Regions from separate parts of the Macaca mulatta genome. Here region 1 is linked to region 2. Evidence: chromatin contacts called from public Hi-C data. All regions are on one chromosome and are shown on one strand. The core of a region is the stretch at or near the end of the contact, and the rest is flanking DNA. Distances in the headings are between cores, read along the strand shown. Region 1 holds the start of MMS19 (MMS19 cytosolic iron-sulfur assembly component). Region 2 holds the start of EXOSC1 (exosome component 1).

Evidence for each region. A called contact is a pair of places that touch in the nucleus more often than the background predicts.
Region 1: a Hi-C map of cortical neurons shows a contact between it and region 2, with 2.4 times the contacts expected there. The contact joins the promoter of MMS19 here to the promoter of EXOSC1 in region 2. A contact is called at or near these places in 2 of 14 Hi-C or Micro-C datasets (CD4 T cells and cortical neurons).

What each region holds. Positions count from the first base shown.
Region 1 is chr9:109,546,061-109,551,971 of T2T-MMU8v2.0, reverse strand. It overlaps MMS19 (MMS19 cytosolic iron-sulfur assembly component), which reads left to right and starts at 2,895. Exons shown (of 30, transcript XM_077947066.1): 1 at 2,895-3,035. It overlaps UBTD1 (ubiquitin domain containing 1), which reads right to left and starts at 2,410. Exons shown (of 3, transcript NM_001194274.2): 1 at 2,022-2,410. The coding sequence starts at 2,091. It overlaps LOC144331238 (a long non-coding RNA gene), which reads left to right and starts at 4,761. Exons shown (of 2, transcript XR_013398225.1): 1 at 4,761-4,823; 2 at 5,429-5,911.
Region 2 is chr9:109,494,430-109,500,639 of T2T-MMU8v2.0, reverse strand. EXOSC1 (exosome component 1) reads left to right here and starts at 2,430. Exons shown (of 8, transcript NM_001257849.1): 1 at 2,430-2,484; 2 at 2,592-2,707; 3 at 5,124-5,198. The coding sequence starts at 2,454. ZDHHC16 (zinc finger DHHC-type palmitoyltransferase 16) reads right to left here and starts at 2,251. Exons shown (of 10, transcript NM_001266197.1): 1 at 2,086-2,251.

The sequences.
Region 1 (5,911 bases), core at 1,646-4,145, 51 kb before region 2:
AACACAGAACTATAAAATCTGGAAGAAGTTATTTTAGCAAATGTCTTCTGAGGGGACAACTCTGTGTAGGACTGGATAATGACTGAAGATGAAGTTGCCTTTGGGGGGTACCTCACTTCAGCCTGAGACAAGGGTTGACTTGAGGTGAGAAGGGTATGAAGTGGGGTGGCAAGGGACAGGTTCGCAAGACCTGCGGAAGGAAGAGCCAGCAGACCCCAGGGACTGGCTGGCTTCGAGGCAGGTGACAAGGAAGCAGAGAAAGTCATGAGAGAGAGAGCTCTTCACAGCCTAAAGTTAGGCAGCTGGAAGAACATGAGTAAAGAAGGAAAGCTGCTGGACAGGGAACAATACAGAGCCTGATTTTGGAAGTGTCAAATCTGGGAATATCTATATCGCAGTGTCCAGTGGCCATCTAGAGATGGGGTTCTGGGGTTCAAGAGAGAAGAGCTGAAGATTAAGCATAGGGGTCTTCCCAATGGACAAAGAGTTGTGAGACTAAACAAGATTTCTCTGGGAGGGAGTGTAATGAGAGAAAAAACAGAATGTCAAACTGAAGCACCAGTGCGCCCCCCACCTAGAAGGTGATGGTGGAAAGGGGTGTTTAGAATGGAAAACCAAGACAGTCTGATGCCAAGAAAGGAAGGGGGAGAATGTCTCATGGGAGAGAGTTGTCAACAGCAAAAAATGCTGCTAAATCAATTATGGGGACTGAACACATATTTGTTGAACAAATGAATGAATGAAAGCAAGCCAGTCCTTGGTTTTGAGTCATCTCTCCTCAGTCAGAAGAATGGGCAGAGTTACCTTCAGACAAAAGAATTTCAATAAGTTTTACTCCATCCTTCCCATAAAAACACATTTCTTCCTCCACAAGTCATCCTGTCCACCACGCAGACATCCTTCCCTGCTTCCCCTGGTTCCCTCATCTTCCTTCCCAGTTTCCGCAACCCAAGCAACACACCTTCGGTGTCAAGGGAGACAGGAAACTCCAACTAGAGTTTCCACTTCATTAACAACTCTGCCTGTGGCTCCTCTTACATAAGGGGATATGTGGCAATGGGGTGGGAGAGGAGGCTGAGTTCTAGCCCCAGCTGTGCTCCTAACTAGCTGTGTGACTTTGGACAAGGTGCTCAACCTCTTGGGATCTGGGCTTTGACATGGAGAGGAGGACAAAGATCCATCTGGAATCCAGATAAGTTTTGAAGGTCCCTTTGAGCTCTCAAGTCTACGATTTTATTCCCAGCAGGTCCTTGCAACACCCTCAAAGAAGGAAGTGAGTGTAAGACCCAGAAAAATGACCTACAGACCTCTTTCCGGGGCGAAATGCCAGGGCAGGCGGGGTGTACCATGAAAGTGAGAAAGCGTTGTCCCGGCCTCGAGAATCACCAGCGAGCGATCTCACTCCCACAGCTAGGAAGGATCCCAACAATTCCGAGGGTGAATCTCACCCCGCACCCCATCTTTTATAGACTCCCAGACGACCGAGAGGCTCTAAAAACCCCTGCGGGAAAAATAAAGATTTCTTTCCCAGAGTCCTGCGCTGCTTTGCAAGTCGGATTCCGGCAGACACGATCTGCAGCCCGATAATGACACAGTCTTTGGAAGGAGCGACTGTTCTCGCCCCGCTCGCTCCAAGTTCTGGGGACGCCTGGCTGCCCGCGCCGTGCCCCGACGGGCCGGTGTCCGACCCCGGCCGGAGCTGCCAGGCCAGCGGCGCCCTCGCCCCGGGCCCTCCCCCCAATCCGTCGGCCCCGCTGCGGTCTGCAAACATTTCCTGCCCCCACCCCCACCAGGAGCTTCCCAGTTGGAGAGAGTTGGTCGCGCAGCCGGCTCAGTGCTCGCAGTTGCCCCAACTCAGCTCGCCCGGCGCTGGGGAGCGGCCCCGTCTGGTTGCGGAGCAGGCTATCGGGGAAACCCAAGCGCCAGCACCAGTGGGGAGTCTATCGGTAAGCCTAGAGCTCGGGCGAGGAGGGGGACAACTGGCGGGGTGCCCGAGGCCCTGCTCCCTTCCCCGTCGTTACCTGCTCGCTTGCGGGGGTGTCCCGGGGCTGCCGGCCTCTCCCGCCGCTGTCTCCCCACGCAGTTGCCCATGCTGGCTCCTCAGCCAGTCCCCATGCACCGGAGGCGGCGAGGTGGTCGGCTGCTCCGCGCTCCTGCCCCGGACGGCGGCGTCCCGGGTCAACGGCTCCGGCCGCCCGGCATCTGGCGCTCCCCGATCTCCCCCCGGGGGCGCGCTCAGCCCCGGCGCTGGCTCCGCCAAAACTTTGCGGGCCAGGGGAGAGAGGGAGGTGGCAGACTCCCTAGCACAGTCCCAGGTGGCCGGGCCAGGGGGGCCCGCGACGGTGCCCGGCCGGAGACCAGCTCCGCTGGAGGGGCGGAGAGAGGGGGCGGGCACCGCCGCAGCTACTCCCGGTCGCTCGGGGCTCCAGGCAGGGGCCGGCCCCCTGGAGCCTGTCACTCACCTGCCTAACCCCGCCCCAGGCCGGCCCCGCTCCCCACCGCCGGCTCGCGGTGCCCGCGCCGCCGCCACCACCCGCCCCAGGTGCGCATGTGACCGACAGCACCGCCCCCTCGGGCTGGGCCTGATTTTCTCATTGGCTTCCCCCGTGGTGCGTACCGCCCCTCTCCCCACCCAGCCAGGTGCCCGCCCCGCCGCCCGTCTCCCGGGGAGCCGGGCCGGGAATTATTCGCCCTCAATGGCCTCCGGCTGCGTGCCCAGCAGCCGCCTTCCCTCTCGGTGCCGCCGCCCCATTCCAGGCCCCGCCCCTCCCTGGAACTGCCTGGCTAGAAGCCGGTAGGCACGTGACCCGGTGCGCCCCGCCCCCTTGGCCTTCTCCCCGCGATTGCCTCGGGAGGCGCATGCGCGGAGAGGCCCGTCTCTTGCCACCGCCCATATCCCCTCCCACGGTCTCTTGTTCGCGTCATGGCCGCCGCCGCGGCTCTGGAGGCGGCGGCGCCTACGGGCGCCCTATGGGGCCTCGTGCACGACTTCGTCATGGGTCAACAAGAGGGCCCCGCTGACCAGGTGGCTGCAGGTACGGCAGACGGCGCCGCGCGCCTTCCGCATGGGGGCCAACAGGAGGGAGCGGCCTCGGTACAGGCGCCGGGCGGGAAAGGAGGAGCGGGTGACTTTGAGAGATTGGTCTCAAGGCTGGTTAGTGAGCACCGCGAGCTTCAGAGCCGTAACAAGTTGGAGAGTTGCCTGTGTCTTCCTTAAAACCATTTACACTTTTCATCTCCCTATAGCCAATTATAGGGAATTATTACATTTTACAGATGAGGAAACTGAGGCTCAGCGAGGGCAAGAGGACTTGCGCAGGGCTGCAGACAAGGCAGGAGGGGGAGCTGGGACTCGGACCCAGGCGTTCACGTCCGAACCGGGTGCTCAAGCCACGAAGCCACGCTGTTTGTGGGAGGTTGACGTGTGGAGGTGCATCCTCGCAGCGTCCGCTCCCGTCGCGTGGCATCCTGGGAGTGGCGGATGGCCCCGCGCTCTGACTGGCTGGAATTAAGAGGAGGCGAGGAGTCGGGCCAGGAGGAGCTGGAGATGTTCTGGGTGTCCTCCTTAAGACTTTCTCTCCGTTTCTTGCCAAAGTTCTTGATTAGTTTGCTCCATGACGTTTTATGTGGCGTTTGTTTTTATCTTCTTCCCAGACCCCCACTTGCCTGCTTTTGACAAGTTCAGAGATCTCTTAGTTCAGACAGCTTATCTAAAATTAGAATAAAACAATTTCCAGGCTTCCGTGGAGTTCTGAGACTTTGCTCTTCTAGGAAAAAAAAGTCTACTAAAAAGTTATTGAATGTTAGGAAGGCTTCAGATCTTGGGTTTAAGTAACAATATAAAATTGTCTAATGGGTAGTTTAAAAAATTTTGGAAATTTCGCATGCTTGGAGAGAAGTAAGGACACATTTCTCTTGCAAACTGAGCGTATTAACCTTTAGAATGTGTAAGAAAAGAATAGTGAATCTGCTGGAAATAAAATACTTTGTTCGTTAGCAGTATTCCACTTTGATTCAGTCATGCCACTATTGTTGAACACATATTATTTCCCAAACATGATGCAAAGCCTAAGGAATATAAATACAAATTAGGTTAGATCTGTGCCCACCGGAAACTTATAGTATGCTGGGAGAGGCAACTATTCTATAAGAGGGATGTGCAGGGTAATTTGGAAGCATCAAGGAGCAAATACCTGGTGCTGCCACCAAACAACATCTTACAATTTTATGAAATGTAGTGTGTTACCAGTGTTTACAATTTACAAGTACAGTGTCTTAATAATGTCGTTTTCCCTCATGTTTTATTATGAAAATTTTCAAATATCCAGCCAAGTATAAAGAATTTTATAAGGAATACATCACTTAGGATCTATCCTACCATTAACATTTTAATATTACTTGCTTTATCATACAGCTATCCATCTATTTAAATTGCAGATACCTGTACACTTTCCTTTAAATACTTTGGCATGGATATCATTGACTAGAGTTTGTTGACGGTTTATTTTGGTGTAAAATGTATATTCAATGAAATATATAAATCTTTAAGTGTACATTCCCTGATTTTGACTAATGCGTATACCTATACAATCCATCCCCCTACCAAGATACAGAACATTACTATATCAGTGTCATTTGTGATGAGTCTTTCACATTTATGCAATATGAAAACAATAATTACTGATTTTTTGGATTCAGAACATATTTTGAAAAAATATCTTGAATGTCTTATCTTGAATAAGGACTTCTAAATTCTTCTCTTTTTTTTTTTTTTTTTTTTTTGAGACAAGGTCCCGCTCTGTCTGCCAGGCTGGAGTGCAGTGGTGAAATCATGGCTCACTGTAGCCTCGACCTATGCTCAAGCAATCCTCCTGCCTCAGCCTCCCGGAGTAGCTGGGACAACAGGGCTTGTGCCACTGCGCTCGGCTAATTTTTGTATTGTAGTGACAAGGTTTCACCATGTTGCATAGCTTGGTCTCTAACTCCAGGACTGAAGCCATCCTCCCATCTCAGCCTCCCGAAGTGCTGGAATCACAGGCATGAGCCACTGGGACTGCTTAATTCTTACAAATGTTTTTGCAAAATTTATATTTTTGTTTCTTTCCGAAAAAAATGGTCTAAACTGTTTAGTTTGAATTCAGCTCAGCTGATCTAAGACTGTAACACTAACCCTGTTGTAATTTAGCCCTCTTAAGAAAGTTGGTGCTGGGCACGGTGGCTCATGCCTGTAATGCCAACACTTCGAGAGGCCAAAGTAGGCAGATCGCTTGAGCCCAGGAGTTTGAGACCAGCCTGGCCAACATGGTGAAACCCCGTCTCTACCGAAAATGCAAAAATTAGCCAGGCGTGGTGGTGCATGCCTGTAATCCCAGCTACTCAGGAGGCTGAGGCTGGAGAATCGCTTGAGCCTGGGAGGTGGAGGCTGCAGTGAGCAGAAATCACGCCCCTGTACTCCAGCCTGGGCGACAGAGCAAGACTTCCGTCTCAAAAAAAGAAAAGAAAAGAAAGTTGATACAGAGGAACAGTAACAGATAAAAGTTGAAAAGGTTTGGTGGGGTTGGATTCTGCATAACTTTGGATTCCAGGCAGAGGGATTTGAATGACCTATTACATGTGCTAAGAGTTGTTGTAGATCCTTAAGCAAGGGAGCCATAAAATGAAAACGAATTTGACAAGGATTAAGTTAATATTGTCAGTCTTAGATCACAGCCCTAGTTAGGGTTGTTGAAGGATAACAGAGTGTTGAAGCATTTATAGAAATAAGATGTGCTTTCTAATCCTTCAGCCTAAATCAAGCTTTGTTAGTGCTAAAGGGACCAACTAGCTTCCTGTTCAGTCACTCAGAGTAGCAGCCTACAAATTTAACTGCAGAAGGAACACCCTTTGATCACAAAAGCAGCTGCTGCTACCT
Region 2 (6,210 bases), core at 1,181-3,680:
TGCGATGTGAAGCTCACAGGTATGAAGGGCAAACTGTATTTGGTAAGTGTAAATGAAATGTTTATAAAGCACTTAGCACAATACTTGGCTCATGGAAGTACTCAAATATTTGTTGAACGAATGACCTGGAGGGATGCAGAAGTGGAAAGCCTGGCCAGATGTCTATCTGTCCTACAAATACCAACAAGGACACTCTTGCCAATGTGATAACTCTAAATAAGTGTCTCCTGCTATCATTCTGTCTGATTAATAAAGAGAGAAATACAAACTGTTATTAAAATCATGGCACTTAGGAGCTAGAAGTCATTTTTGAAAACAAGCCCAACCAGAAATCAGCCCAACCGTGTAAATAGAAAGCTCCTAGATGCACAGATACAGATTTGGGTGAACAAAGTCTGAAGCTAGGGCCTCTCTCCATTAGCTAATGGGGTACAGGGTGCCAGGAAATTGATATATGTAGTAAGTGGGCTGCAACTGAACATACAAACTTTTTTTTTTTTTTTTTTTTGAGACTGAGTTTTGCTCTTGTTGCCCAGGCTGGAGTGCAATGGCACAATCTGGGCTCACCACAACCTCCGCCTCCTGGGTTCAAGCAATTCTCCTGCCTCAGCCTCCTGAGTAGCTGGGATTACAGGCATGCGCCCCCACGCCCGGCTAATTTTGTATTTTTTTAGTACAGACGGGGTTTCTCCATGTAAGTCAGGCTGGTCTCGAACTCCCAACCTCAGGTGATGCGCCTGCCTCAGCCTCCCAAAGTGCTGGGATTACAGGCGGGCCACCGCACCTGGCCCAGACTTTTCATCTCAGGAAATAGAGGTAAAGCAAAATTCAAAAATATGTGTGTAGGGAAGAAGGGGGTAATCTCAGTGAACAGGGGAGGAAACAGAGCAAAGCGCAGCTTTACTACCACCCCAAGCACAAGCCCGAGTACTCTCATCCCTCAGTAACAGTCACAGGCCATAGTGGTCGTCTGCCACCAGACAGGAGGAGATTGCAGGCCACAGCACTTCCCTCTTCCCATGGCTCTAAGTCACCATCTGTTTCCCAAGGGGAAAGTCGACTGAGGGGACAGGGAGGGACAGGCGGCAAAGCCATCAGAAGTCAGGTGAACTGAGATCAAAGTCGTGGGCAATGTCATCTGGACAAGGACGCTGCTCTCGGGATGTTTGCAATCTCAAGTAGGAGATACCAGACATCAATAAAGAGTAGCATTTTATTCACGTGCAGACCTCCCTTCTGGGGTAACACGCTGAGAAGAAAAAGTAGCAACTTTATTTTGGGGCTGCTTATCTTTTGATGACGGGCCCACACAACCAGAGTTCGGCTTTTTCAACCTGAGAAAGCTTACTTAAGTGGGGATGGGAGGCCGCGAAGAGGATCGGACCGCAGGACTGGAAGCTACAGTTAAAAAACCGGGAAAAGGCCGGGCGCGGTGGCTCACTTTGGGAGGAATCACCTGTAATTCCTGCACTTTGGGAGGCTGAGGCGGGCGGCTCAAGAGATCGAGACCATCCTGGCCAACATAGTGAAACCCCGTCTCTACTGAAAATACAAAAATTAGCTGGGCGTGATGGCGCGCGCCTGTAGTCCCAGCTGCGCGGGAGGCTGAGGCAGGAGAATCGCTTGATGCCAGGAGGCGGAGGTTGCAGTGCGCAGAGATCGCGCCACTGCACTCCAGCCTGGCCAAAGAGCGAGACTCCTTTTCAAAAACAAAACAAAACAAAAACCGGGAAAAGGTTTTATTTCTCAATGACAGCCGCGAGGTGAAACTGCGATGGACTGGAAGTCAAAAATCGCGGGTTCCAGTTTGGGCTCTATCTTGAAGATTTTGGACAAGTCAAACCCGGTCTCTGAATCTGAGGTTCCACATCTGTGAAACAGACGAGTTGGGTCGCTTGACCTCCTTCCTTCCTGCTCTGAACGTAACGGTTGCTCGCAAGGTGCGCTCCGGCTGAGGAGGGCGCAGCCCCGCAGGGCAGGGCGAGGAGAGAGCAGGAACCTGGACTCAAGACAAGGCCCCAGGGCATTGCCCGACCCAGAAAAAGGGACTAGGATGGGGAGCAAGGGCCGAGGCTTCGCCCTTACCTGCCGCCTGCCGACTCCCCAGTCAGCCAAACCGAGCCCCGCAGCCTCTGCCGCCGCTCACTGCCACCCTCTCCGACTCGGCGCCCCGGCCGGGCCCGGCTCAATCCAAACCACCATGGCCCGCCGCCTGCAGTGCCACCCAGCGGACCCGGACCTGCCGCCAGCCCATCCTCAACCACACGCGCAGGCGCAAGCATGGAGCGCTGAAGTTCCGCCCCCGGATTTGTCCCGGGGTAACCTGGGAAATGGAGTTTACACGCAAGGATAAAGAACACCAATTGACGCGTATCTTACTGCGGAACTGTGCCTGGGTTTGGCCAATGAGAAATCGATTTCGTTTTCATCCGGCTTTTGGGACAGCGGCAATCATGGCACCACCTGTGAGATACTGTATTCCCGGTAAGTGAGCGCTTCCCGTACAGAGTCCTGGATAGGGGCCGAAGCAAGAAGCCTGGACGGCCTGCAGTTTCTGGGGGCCCATGACCGATGCAGCATTTTTTCTGCAGGCGAACGTCTGTGTAACTTGGAGGAGGGCAGCCCGGGCAGCGGCACCTACACCCGCCACGGCTACATCTTTTCGTCGCTTGCCGGCTGCCTGATGAAGAGCAGCGAGAACGGCGCGGTAAAGGAAGCGGCATGCCGTCTCCTCTCTCTCTGTTTTTCCCTTAGGCTGCCCTTGAGTTCCAGTCCTTAGGCATGGGCACTGCGGACGCGTGTTTAGAGCCTTAGTGGTACAATGTTGGTCTCTTAGTTTCTTCTAGCCGTATCGCCGCTGTTGTGCACTTAGCCACCACACACTAGTTGTGTTGATCTCGCTTGGTTGTGCTGCTGACCCTCGGGGAGGGAGGTTGGGACAAAAGCAGATGCGAACTCAGTAACCTAGCCCAGCTCAGCCCAGCAGTGCGTTGTATACTGTATGAATGTTGCTTACCTCTCCGGCTTACCTCTAGTGCCACTATCTCCACCTCACTGACGCGATCTAATCATACAGTCTTTTCTATTTGTAAAAGTTATAATCACAGTTTTGGCTTGCCCTTTTAAAAAAATTTGTAACACACTAGCTTCTTTCAGTGTCGGTAATGTGCCAAGCTTTCTCCTGCTACAGAGCCTTTGTAACATGCCATCTATCTGGAACGCTTCTGTCTTCTTAGGCCTGTTTAATTCCTACCTCCGTTAGTTTCTGTATTATCACCTCAGAGAAGCCCTTCTGGACCCACTAATTGAGGAAAGGAGTTTTGTGGGATGTTTTGTTTTTGTTTGTTTTGTTAAAGACTTACAAAAAAACTCTGTCCCTTTTCTTCCAAGCACTTATGTCAGCATATGATTAGACACTCAGGTATGTTTCCCACTAGACTTCTCCCTTGCTTAAATCTAAGTTCCACGAAGTGCAGGTGCTACCACCATACCATCAGTATCTAGCACAAAGCAGCTCCTCAATAAATGTTTGTTGAATGCGTAATACCTACTTTTCTAGTTTTAGAGATTGATCCAGGATTAGCTCAGGATCATATAAGCAATATTTGAAGGAGCACAGTAGAAAGAGGATTCAGAATTAGAACCGTTAGGTTCTGGCTAACTTGACCTCGATTCTGCTTTGAGTAAGTAACTTAAGCCGTCTGACTCAAGGGGCTTTCTATTCAGTCATTGTTGGGAATGTCCTTAACAGTCCTGAGTTTGTTCATTTGATAGATACCACTTGAGTATTTTCATGTGTCAGGCACAGCGCTGACTTGGTTTCTGCTATCAAAGGACACAGACACAAATTGTAAACAAATAAATGCTCAAATAAGCATATGGTTACACATGTGGTGGCTGCTTTGAAAGAATATTACAGGGCACCTTAAGAACATGTAACAGGCAAATCCATCCTAGTCAGCAGAAGTGACATTGAAGCTGAATCATCTAAAGAGTAGGTTAGAGTCAGGTGGGTGGAGAGAGTGCAATTCTGGCAAAAAGAATAGGTTGAAGAGAGATCTGAAAGTGGGAAGAATTTAGTAAGTTGGGGAAACTGAAAGAAGGCCAGGAGAGCTGAAGCATTGTAAGCAACGGAGAGATTGTTAAAAGATGAGGCTCAAAATATCTGTCTCATACCAACAGCCAATACCATGCTCAAAGAGAAAACTCTGCAAGTATTCACTTAAAACAAGCGTAGCTACTATTTGTAACATTTCTGTGGAAATTTCAGCCTGTGCAGTAAAATAAGAAACAGAAAGAAGCAGTATAACTTTGGAGGAAAGAGTAAAATTGTCAGCCAGATGTAGTGGCTCACGCCTGTAATCCCAGCACTTTGGGAAGCCAAGGTGGGTTGATCACCTGAGGTCAGGTGTTCGAGACCAGTCTGACCAACATGGTGAAACCCCATCTCTACTAAAAATACAAAAAATTACCCGAGCATGGTGGCAGGCGTCTGTAATCCCAACTACTCGGGAGGCTGAGGCAGGAGAATCACTTGAACCCAGGAGGTGGAGGTTGCAGTGAACCGAGATGGCGCCATTGCACTCCACTCTGGGCAACAAGAGTGAAACTCCATCTCAAAAAAAAACCAAAAAAAGTAAAATTGTCAATGATTATAGGCAATATAGTTGTATACCAAGAAATTCTGAGAGAATCACCAGAAAACTTATTGGAAGTTTAGGGATTTACTACAAAAAAAATTAGCCGGGCGTGGTGGCAGGTGCCTGTAGTCTCAGCTACTTGGGAGGCTGAGGCTGGAGAATGGCATGAACCCGGGAGGTGGAGCTTGCAGTGAGCCGAGAATATGCCACTGCACTCCAGCCTGGGCAACAGAGCAAGACTCCATCTCCAACGACAACAAAAAAAAAGAAGTTTAGAGGTTTACATCTTCTAGCAGCATTCTGTAGCCCCCTGGTCCTCCTATTTCCTAAAATTTCTAAGGCCTTCTGCTCTGGCCTATAAATGAATGCATACTCCAGCTCTCACCTGTGTACCAAGACATTCCTATATTACTCTCAAGACACAAATGCTTTGACCCAAGAGTTAGCCAGGACATTTCAGTTTTTTTCTTTTTCCCTCTGTAGCTTCCTGTGGTGTCTGTAGTAAGAGAAACAGAGTCCCAGTTACTGCCAGATGTCGGAGCTATTGTAACCTGTAAGGTAAGTTTGTCCTAACTTCCATGCTTAGAACGCCCATTCAGTGCTGAAATCATGACCATGCCAGAACTGCAGTGTCCAGTATGATAGCCACAAGCTACATAAATGTATTTCTGGCGGGGCACAATGGCTCACACTGGTAATTCTTACACTTTAAGAGGCCAAGGCAGGCTGGGCGCAGTGGCTCACGCCTATAATCCCAGCGCTTTGGGAGGCCAAGGGGGACTGATCACAAGGTCAGGAGATTGAGACCATCCTGGCTAACACGGTGAAACCCCGTCTCTACTAAAAATACAAAAAAAATGAGCAGGGCATGGTGGCGGGCACCTGTAGTCCCAGCTATGTGGGAGGCTGAGGCAGGAGAATGGCGTGAACCCGGGAGGCGGAGCTTGCAGTGAGCTGAGATCACGCCACTGCACTCTAGCCTGGGCAACAGAGCGAAATTCTGTCTCAAAGGAAAAAAAAAGGCCGGGCGCAGTGGCTCAAGCCTGTAATCCTAGCACTTTGGGAGGCCGAGACGGGCGGATCACGAGGTCAGGAGATCGAGACCATCCTGGCTAACACGGTGAAACCCCGTCTCTACTAAAAATACAAGAAAATTAGCCGGGCGAGGTGGCAGGCGCCTGTAGTCCCAGCTACTCGGGAGGCTGAGGCAGGAGAATGGCGTGAACCCGGTGGGGCGGAGCTTGCAGTGAGCCGAGATCGTGCCACTGCACTCCAGCCTGGGGCACAGAGCAAGACTCCGTCTCAAAAAAAAAAAAAAAAAAAGGAAAAAAAAAAAAAAGAGGCCGAGGCAGGAGGATTGCTTCAACCCAGAGTTCAAGACCAGCCTGGGAAACATAGTGAAACCTCATCTCTACAAAAAGAATCAAAAATTGCTGGGCACTGTGGCTCACGCCTGTAATCCCAGCACTTTGGGAGGCCAAGGTGGGCAGATCACCTGAGGTCAGGAGTTCGAGACCAGCCTGGCCAATCATGGCTAACATGATGAAACCCCATCTCTACTAAAAATACA